Linked DNA regions of Rattus norvegicus: region 1 is linked to region 2. Evidence: chromatin contacts called from public Hi-C data. All regions are on one chromosome and are shown on one strand. The core of a region is the stretch at or near the end of the contact, and the rest is flanking DNA. Distances in the headings are between cores, read along the strand shown. Region 1 overlaps Enkur (enkurin, TRPC channel interacting protein). Region 2 overlaps Prtfdc1 (phosphoribosyl transferase domain containing 1).

Evidence for each region. A called contact is a pair of places that touch in the nucleus more often than the background predicts.
Region 1: a Hi-C map of frontal cortex shows a contact between it and region 2, with 2.5 times the contacts expected there. The contact joins two enhancer-like sites.

What each region holds. Positions count from the first base shown.
Region 1 is chr17:88,599,452-88,603,826 of GRCr8, forward strand. Enkur (enkurin, TRPC channel interacting protein) reads right to left here. Exons shown (of 5, transcript NM_001106126.1): 5 at 1. Among named protein-coding and RNA genes, the nearest start is that of Enkur, 21 kb to the right of the region's middle. Within about 2 kb of position 1,655, at least 36 of the 93 cell types and tissues checked have an H3K27ac peak or open chromatin away from gene starts, as enhancers often do.
Region 2 is chr17:88,467,578-88,471,941 of GRCr8, forward strand. All of the region lies in intron 4 of Prtfdc1 (phosphoribosyl transferase domain containing 1), which reads right to left. Among named protein-coding and RNA genes, the nearest start is that of Arhgap21, 89 kb to the left of the region's middle. Within about 2 kb of position 2,219, at least 71 of the 93 cell types and tissues checked have an H3K27ac peak or open chromatin away from gene starts, as enhancers often do.

The sequences.
Region 1 (4,375 bases), core at 405-2,904, 130 kb after region 2:
CCTGCAAACGGTAAAGAGACTTTGCCGTAACGGGTAGACTGCAAAAGGAACCGACAACGAAACTGCGGGTAACAGAGACTGAGAAGGTGCAGACGGCTGCTGAAGCGACTTTGGAAATGATAACGTGTCCGTACTGGACTTGGCCACAGTAACAGAAAACACGGCACAGCGGCAGAGCCCTGTACCGTACAGAGTTAGGAGCACTGTGGAGCCAAGCTTATACCAAACGCTTCGGTAAAAATCAACAATCTGAAAATTGATGGTCCCAAGTAAAAGCTGGTTTTGAAAATATTTTTCATACATTTATTAGAAAAGTTTTGTCAGATATCATCTTTAGGACCACCACCCTACTGCCTCTTTGCAGGCCTGGAAGTCAGGAACTTAGGTTAGCCGGCCAGCAGCCCCTCCCACTGCTGCCTCCCCCCAGTCCTCTACCTGCTTCTCCCACACTACTGCTAAGATCACAGCACATGTCACCACGACTGGCTCTTACATGGGCTCTGGAGATCAAGCTCAGGTCCCCATGCTCACACGGTAAACACTTTGTAAACCGCCCCTCCCCCACCTTCACTTCCTCCCTGCTCAGAATGTTCTGTTCTATCTTTGTTCTTCAACAGGGAGGCCACATCAGAAGCCTGAATTTTGACCGGCATATTCAAGTTGTATTTGGTGAAATGTTACTGTAAGAAAAACACTGAAATTCAAGTTTATAGTGACCTTTTTGTATGTTTTCAACCTATTACAACATATTACAAAGACTAAGTCATCTTCCGTGCAGTCAGGGGTCCATATCCTGTGAATGTGTTCTAGACATGGTTCGAATGTCATTAAATGTAGAACACATGCTAATTTAATAACGTAGCTAATGTTTTATGGTCTCTGAAATCAACACATTCAAAATGAGGGCTCTCTTAGGAGCTATAAATGCCCATTTCCACCTTTGCCTGGTTACATTTCTCATTACAGGGGACGTGGGCTTCACTGACAACACAGTCTTAAACTACTAATTGAATTCATTCAGTGAAGTTTTACAGACTGGCCCGTTTCATTCATTGTGAGATCATAGATCATTTTATTTACACTCCACTAACTAACTAACTAACTAACTAACTAACTAACTAACTAACTACTTAACTAACTCACTCACTCACTCCACTCCACTCCTGGGCATGAGGGTGGAGATAAGAAGATACAGAAGGAGCTTTCAGATCAGGCAGTCGCCTGAATTGATAAACTCCAGGTTCAGTGGATATGGTAAACAGTGACAGAAGTCACCCCCACATTGACCTCTGACCTCCACGTATGAGTACATGTGCACTCACATGCACACACGCACGTGTGCATACTTTCAGACACAAAGAAAAAGTACATTTCATTTTAAGAGAGAAAGAGCGAGTTTTGGGAGTCCACAAAGGAAGCAAAAGGATACCCCAAAAGAGCAGATGCCATGTGAATAAGGAGAAAGCCAAGCTGGTCATGTAGGCTGAGAAGAAACAGATGTCATTTCTAAAAGTGGAGCCTCACAGGACAAGCCTAAAGCTGCCATTCCAGCGGTGGATTTTGGTGAGACAGTGAGAAACCCCACAGTGTCACTCTGGGTGACTCAGGGCAACTAACAGGCAGCATCTTGAGCAAGATCCTATTAAAAACCAAGCTTCCTTGAAGCGTGAGAACAGGCCTAGGAGCTTCAGTTTGGCCTGCCACAGCGTCAGGGTGTGGGAAGTCTCTGGAGGCAGAAGTAGAGCGCAGCAGGCTGGATGCTGACAAGCCCAGACTGTAGACGACAGGAAGCTGGGCAGGGAAGTGCATGGGGAAGGATAATCTGAGCCCAGAGGCCAGAAACAGATCTCATCAACAGAGACTAGCCCGGCAGTCAGAAAGCTCTTAGTCTGGTCAGCCTCTGGACCATGATAACTGTCCTGCATTGCCGTACAGCCCCAGAGACCTGCTGTCCCAGGCCTGGTCTATAAACCTAAGAGCTGCTTCCCTCCAACATGGAAGACAGCTCCAGGGTTCCTGCAAGTATAAAGACCATTTCTGTTTGACCAGATCTCAGTGCTGGCTGCTTTTCACACTCCCAAGACCTTTGGAGGAGATGTCCCACATTTGGGAGTCATCTCCAGCTAGCCATTAGCCTCCACAGGGATGCCATTCAGGATGGATCTGAAGGATGAGGCAATTGCCCAGCTCACAGGTTGAAAAGCTACCTGTGGCTAGCAGAGATTCCCAAGAAGAAGAGTTTAGCCACCAAAGTGAAGACGGATCTGGTGAATGTCTCATTTTTCATATCGACTCAGCAGCAGTGTAAAGCTGGGAAAGGATGAGAGTCCGCTAGCTCAATTGACCCTGCCTCCATAAGTGTCAGTTTCCAGTCTTCAAGGGCCTTGAATAGCCAAAACAATCCTTATCGAAAGAGCAATGCTGGAGGACTCTCAATACCTGGTCTCAGATTATATTACAGAGCCACAGTAACAAAAATAGCATGGTTCTGGCTCAAAAGCAGATATGTCGACTGATGGAATAGAGGACTCAGAAATAAACCCACAGAGATAAATAAAACCACTTAATTCTTGATAAAGGTGTCAGAAGAACGAAACTGCTCAGACCAGTTCAAAATGGATAGAAGGGGTCTTAAGGTAAGATCTGAAGCTTTGAAATGACGAGGGACGATACATGGGAAGAACTTGAGAAGATCAACGTAGGCTGCAACAACACTGGAACAAGCCAAAGATTGGCAGGCAGGATTCCATGAAAGTAAAGGGCTTCACACGGTCTGCAGAGAGAGGTTAAGGGCACTGGCTGTTCTTCTAAAAGATGTGGTATGATTCCCATCTCCCACACAGCAGCTCATAACTATCTGTAAGGGATCCAACACCCTCTCTGGCCTCCGCAGGCACCAGCCATGTATGTGGCGGGCACACATACATGCAGGGGAAATCCTACTACATGTAAGATCAAATCAAAATGTATGATCGGCTTCTTCAGAGCACAGGAAATAATTGGCACAGTGAGGACAGCTTTCAGAATAGGGAACAAAAACAAGCACAGATCACCCAACCCAGTCCACTGGCCAAGAAACAGGACAAGTAGTTCTCCAAAGAAGAAATACAGAAACTGCTATTAGAAAGCTGAAAAAAGGCTCAGTATCTGCAGCCATTGATGAAATTCACACTGAAAGAGCTTGCGGTCCCCCATCTTACCCCTGGCAGGATGGCTGTCTGAGAAACATAAGTGACAGCCAATACTGGTGAGGACGTGAAGGAAAGAAATCTTAAGCCGCTGGTAGGACTGTGAGCTGGTACAGACACTATAGAAATCAATATAGGGGTTTCTCTAAAAGTAGAAATACCACATGGCCCAGCTATATCACTCCTGTGGAGGTGCCAGCAGAACGCAGCCACCACACAGCAGAGATCCTGGCATTTCTACGCCTATTGCTGCACTACTCACAATTGCTGGGAAAGGGACAAGCCCACGCGTCTGTCAGCAGCCAATGGATAAGGAAGATGTGCACGTCTCTAAATCATAGAACCAGGGAGGAGCCTTGAGTTGGGGAGGGCACAGGTGAGGAGCAGATCTTAAGCAAGGCAGTAAAAGGAGAGGTTCTCCCTGTGAAGAGAGAGCAGAAGGGAGGACCGTGTGTGCAGAAAGGGATCGGACAGAGCAGATCAGGGAGTGTAGGAGAGGCCAATGGGGAAGGGGAATAAACTTGAACAGAGTACAAAGCCACAAAGCATGAAGTACATTGTGATTCCCGTCACTATGTATGCCAACTTTAACACTGGTAACAAACAGGAGGGGAGAAAGGGGGAGATGAGTAAGAGGGGGAAGAGGCACGTGACGGCCTTGTGGGGTGGATATGAGCAAAACACATTACGTGTGTATGTGTGTGAATAATGCTGCAATGATCCCCAGTAATTTGTTTCAGTATTTTTGCTAAGCCAACCCCCCTGTCCCCAAGATTGGAATTATCTTATTTTATATAATGATGACATCACAGAAAGTAGAAACGTGTGGGGAACAAAAACGTTTCAGTGATTTGCTTCTGTACTTTGGTAAAGCAATGGGAAGCTAGGATATGCTAACTAAGAGACACCGGTTGGGGAAACGGGACAAAGTGACTTGGCCCCTTTCTGAGTCAGACTGAAGCACAGATCTGGGATGGCGAACTGTAGAAGCCATAATCACTGAACTTTAACTCTCTCAAGAGGGAGTCGGGTCAGAGAAGCTTTTAATAGCACACGACATATGTCCTGAAGAGAAGTCCTCAAAGAGACTCTGCTTTCCCTGGTCCTTCATTATGAAACCTGAACATGTTTCCACAGTGCACCACAGGGGCGCCTACCGCAGAGAGAAAAATGTATACATTTATACA
Region 2 (4,364 bases), core at 969-3,468:
AGATTAGACTCAGGGGCTAAGAGACAAATAGTAACCCATCCTCATATGGTCAGCACAGAGCTCTGATAGGAAAAGGCGACCCAGGAAGGCTTGTGCTCCAGCTATAGGGGTGCACATGTGAGCAGAGTACCTAGGAAGGCAGAAGCAAGAAGATCATGGGTTCTATGTCACCTGGGTAGATAGCAAGACTCTGTGAAAGGAAGGAAGGAAGGAAGAGATAGGGAAGAAAAAAGAAAGAACTCTGTGTGATAAATGAATAACTTTGGCTTTCACTTTCTGTAGCTCATTTTACTCATGAGACACCATCTCCACCATCTTTAAGGATCTGCAGTTCTTCCTTAACCAACCTTTCCTGTCTACTGCCTTTCATTTGTGCCGAGCAGTCTACTAAGATTCCCGCTTTTTGAGTAGGCGATGCTGGGGGATTTTTTTCGGAACACTCTGTGCCTCCAGAACACTTCCCATCTGATAACCATGATCGCTGAATCTGAGGTGTTTGCCAATTACTGTCTTAGTCATCCCCTCACACCTAGCTCACTTCCTCCCAGGGAGCCAGTAAAAGTCTGCGGGGGCTGTAGGCGAAGATTCTATAGGGACTCTCTGGACTCCAGAGTGTTGTTTCGCTGCTCTTCAGAGGCCTCAGCAAAGCCCATCACACTGAATTTTCCTAACAAAGGAGGCAAGAAGCTACTTTTAAACTTTGGAAACACAAAGCGATCTGCAACAGCACCGGGGTTTTGGCCTGGCAAAGATGGGCTGGACGGCAGTTGCGGGCTGTGAGGAGGTGTATGCTTATAAATCCCAGAGGGAAAGGAATGTGGCTCAGCATTTTATTTTATGTGATAACTCACAAAATTGCTATCGTCATCACCAGTGGCCATTTCTACCATTGTTCTCAGTCCAGTCAGCGGCAGTAAAAAGGAATGCTTTAAGTTACGGCAGCCGGCAGCCGGTGGTGCCGGCGGTGAGGCGATTTGGCAGGCTTCAGTGCTTCATTCTGGCATTCGATTAGAAACTTGTTTGGGGGTGGGGCGCTCGTCTCCGGAAATCTTGCACAGAAGCTGCCCAGCTGTGTATCTTCACGGCCGATCTGGGCCTGCTGGCTTTCAGTTTTATCCCAGCCTTTTGGGGGCTTCCCTTGGACACGACTAGAATCTCCCTGCTTTAGTGGATACACACATTTTATGAAGTGCCAGGATTAAATCAACTTGAGGGGAAAAATCAGAGTGAGAGTGTGTTGTGCAGACAGCTTAAATACAGCGAGTAAATGCTTTTAAGTGCAGAGCGCCCAGTGAAGAGAATTGTGGAGGGCTCGCTGCATTCAACAGCACTGGCCTATTTAGAGCCATGACTCAGCCAGCCTTCCCTGAAAGTGAAAGAAGGCGCAGAGAAAGACCTGGAGGGAGACATCCTTTCTCTTAGTTGAACTCCAGCCATCTTCCCAGGCCCCCAGAGGTTCCATGCAGGTTACAAACAGGGCACAGCTGACCAGGGGGAGCTGCTTCCGGACGCTTTCTGAGGCTCCTCCTTTCAGAAAACGATGCAAGAACCATGTCTATGGCTCCCTCTTCATTTTGGCTTCAGCCCTCTGGGGAGGGCTCAGCCCCTGCCCTCCCTCCCTCCTGTACTCCCTTCCACCGCGTGTCAGGTTCATGATATTCTTAAAGATTTGTATTAACTAAATAAAATTCATAATTAATTGACTGCATTTTGCACAACATATCACGATTATATTTTTCCCCCCTTAAACGGCTCCATGATGTCACCTCTGCTCAGATTCAGCAAGTTCATCTCTTTATTGAGACAATCAGTCTACTCTGTAAACCCAACCCAACTACATTTTCAGGTACTTTATTATTTCCTTGTTCAGTTCCTGACTTGTTTCCTTAGTCATCAGATCCAGCCCTGTCTAGTTCCCTACTCTCCCTTTCCTCCCCCATTGTAGATCTGACGCTCTCCTGTGTTATTCCCACAACCCCACCTTCTCCTTAAGATCATTGCAGTTCCAAGAATAACCATCATCATCACCACCACCACCACCACCATCACCATCATCTCCTCCTCCTCCTCCCCCTCCCTCTCCTTCTTTTTGTGCAAAGAAAGGGGATTTGTGGAAAAACTCGGTGAGCTGTTCTTGAGGTGCTCAGCACTGAATGAGAGAAGCCATGTCCAAATTCCTGGTAGGGTAGTAATATGAAAAAATGCAAATTTATTGACTGGACTGCTGGCTTGCATGGTGAGTGTATGAGAAAGAAGAAGTTAGAGAATGACCTGTAACGACCCTGCTGCCTGATGCAGACGTTTATTACAGTTTGGATTCTTCTATAACCACTCAAACAGGGACCCAGTAAGTGCTGAGCGCTTCCTAAGCTTCTTCCCCATCATGCATCTGACTCCCTGTGAAAAGATTCTGCCTACTGGGTTTCTTTGTTGTCTTGACAAGTCTTCCTGGGCAGACAAGATTGACCAGGTGAAGGAAGGAGGCCGTAGAGCTGGCTATTACAGGTTGAACATAAACTATCCTGCCTGAAGGCTCCCATGTTGAAGGCTTCGCACCCAGGTGGTGGCACTACTGGGAGGTGGCCATGGCTAGAGGACCTAACTTCATGTCTCTGCTGCTTGGAAATGGGCCTTATTCGATGAAAGAGGTGGCTGGGGCATGACTTCCCTAAGTGATTTATGTCTAGTTTGGCAGACCTCCCTACCCCCCAGCCTCTCCTGGCCAGCCCTTCACCAATCACCATGTCTTTCTGTCATGATGTTCTGACTTCCCGCAGGCCTGGAGTCAGATGGCCATGCACTGCGGTGCCTGAAACTATAAGCTGAAATGAACCTTTCCTCCTTTTAGTTGTTTTTTTTTCCCCCAGGTATTTTGTTACAATGCTAAAATTTTTGAGTAACTTTATAAGGAAAAGTACATCTCTAAAGTTAAATGAAAATTTTTCTTTTTCTTTTTCAGTAGTGCTGGCCATTCAATCCAGGGTCTTGTGAGTGAGAGTCAGACAGGCACTCTGTCCCCCACTGCTACGCCCCCTTGAGCTAGGCAAGCACTCTGTCTCCTTTTCACTCCCACCCTTAGCCATGCAGTATTCACTTCCTTTTTTAAAAATTTTTTTAAAGATTTATTTATTTATTATATATGAGTACACTGCAGCTGTCTTCAGACACACAAGAAGAGGGCATCAGGTCCCCTTACAGATGGTTGTGAGCCACCATGTGGTTGCTGGGATTTGAACTCAGGACCTCTGGAAGAGCAGTCAGTGCTCTTAACCACTGAGCCATCTCTCCAGTCCCCACTTTCCTTTCTAACTTTCCTTAATATGGAAGCTGTACCCTTCTCGTACACTCCTTTCCCCCTTCAGTCCTAACCCGAATCAGCTACTTGGACATGCCATTTCATTGGTACTCTCAGTTTTTGCTGCCCTCCAAACCGTCCTCTGTGAAGCGGCAAATGCGTTTGGTTTGGGATCCCATCACTCACCACCAGAGGCCTGGCCAAATTGGCTTGGCTTTAACATTTTCCCCTGTGTCCTCGCTCTGACTGAAACCATTTCTCTGATTCCTACGTAGGATGATGCACTCACTGCTCATTCAGTATTTACTCTAACTTGTGCTGGAACAGGCTGTGTACCATGCTAGGGATGAGGTGGTGAACCCAGTGGTCCCTGGCCACTTCACACTGATTTTCTGGGAGGAAAGGCAGATTAAAAAAAAAAAAAGACTCCTAAGTAAGCGCTAAGCTGTAAATTGTAGACAGGGCTCGGAGGGAGCTGGGCTCACAGACAGATGCACACTGGAACTGGTGGACAGTAGGAGGGAGAGCAGGCCATGCTCTCATCCCTGACAGCTGTGCAGGGAAGCTGTGCTGTACAGAGCAGACTGAGTCCTAAGGCAGGGGAAAGCATATTCCAAGAAGAAGGCATAGCTTGTTTAAGGGGTTGGCAAGAAAGGCTTAGCTAGGGAAGGGCAGTGCCATGAGGCCAATCAAGTATGGCCATGCGGTGGGGATGCCAGATGGATCAAGCAGGATTTACTGGAGTCAGGAATTTGGATCATACTTAAAGAGCACTGGGGGAAGGCTTGCAAGGTAAACCACAAACGCCTAATTATATTTTAAGGTCAGGTAATCAGTGAGTAAATTTTTAGAGTATGTCCAAAATACCACACAAGACACAGTTACAGTGAATATGTACTATGTACTCATACTGAACATCTATTCAATATCTGACGCTCAAATTTGACTGGGCTACTGGGTTTTTGTTTTGTTTTTGTTGAGTCTGGCAACTGCTAATTAAGAGGCCACTGAAAGGTTTCAATTGGCAAGCGGTGTAACCCAGTTTGTATTTTAAGAAGATCCCTTGGGC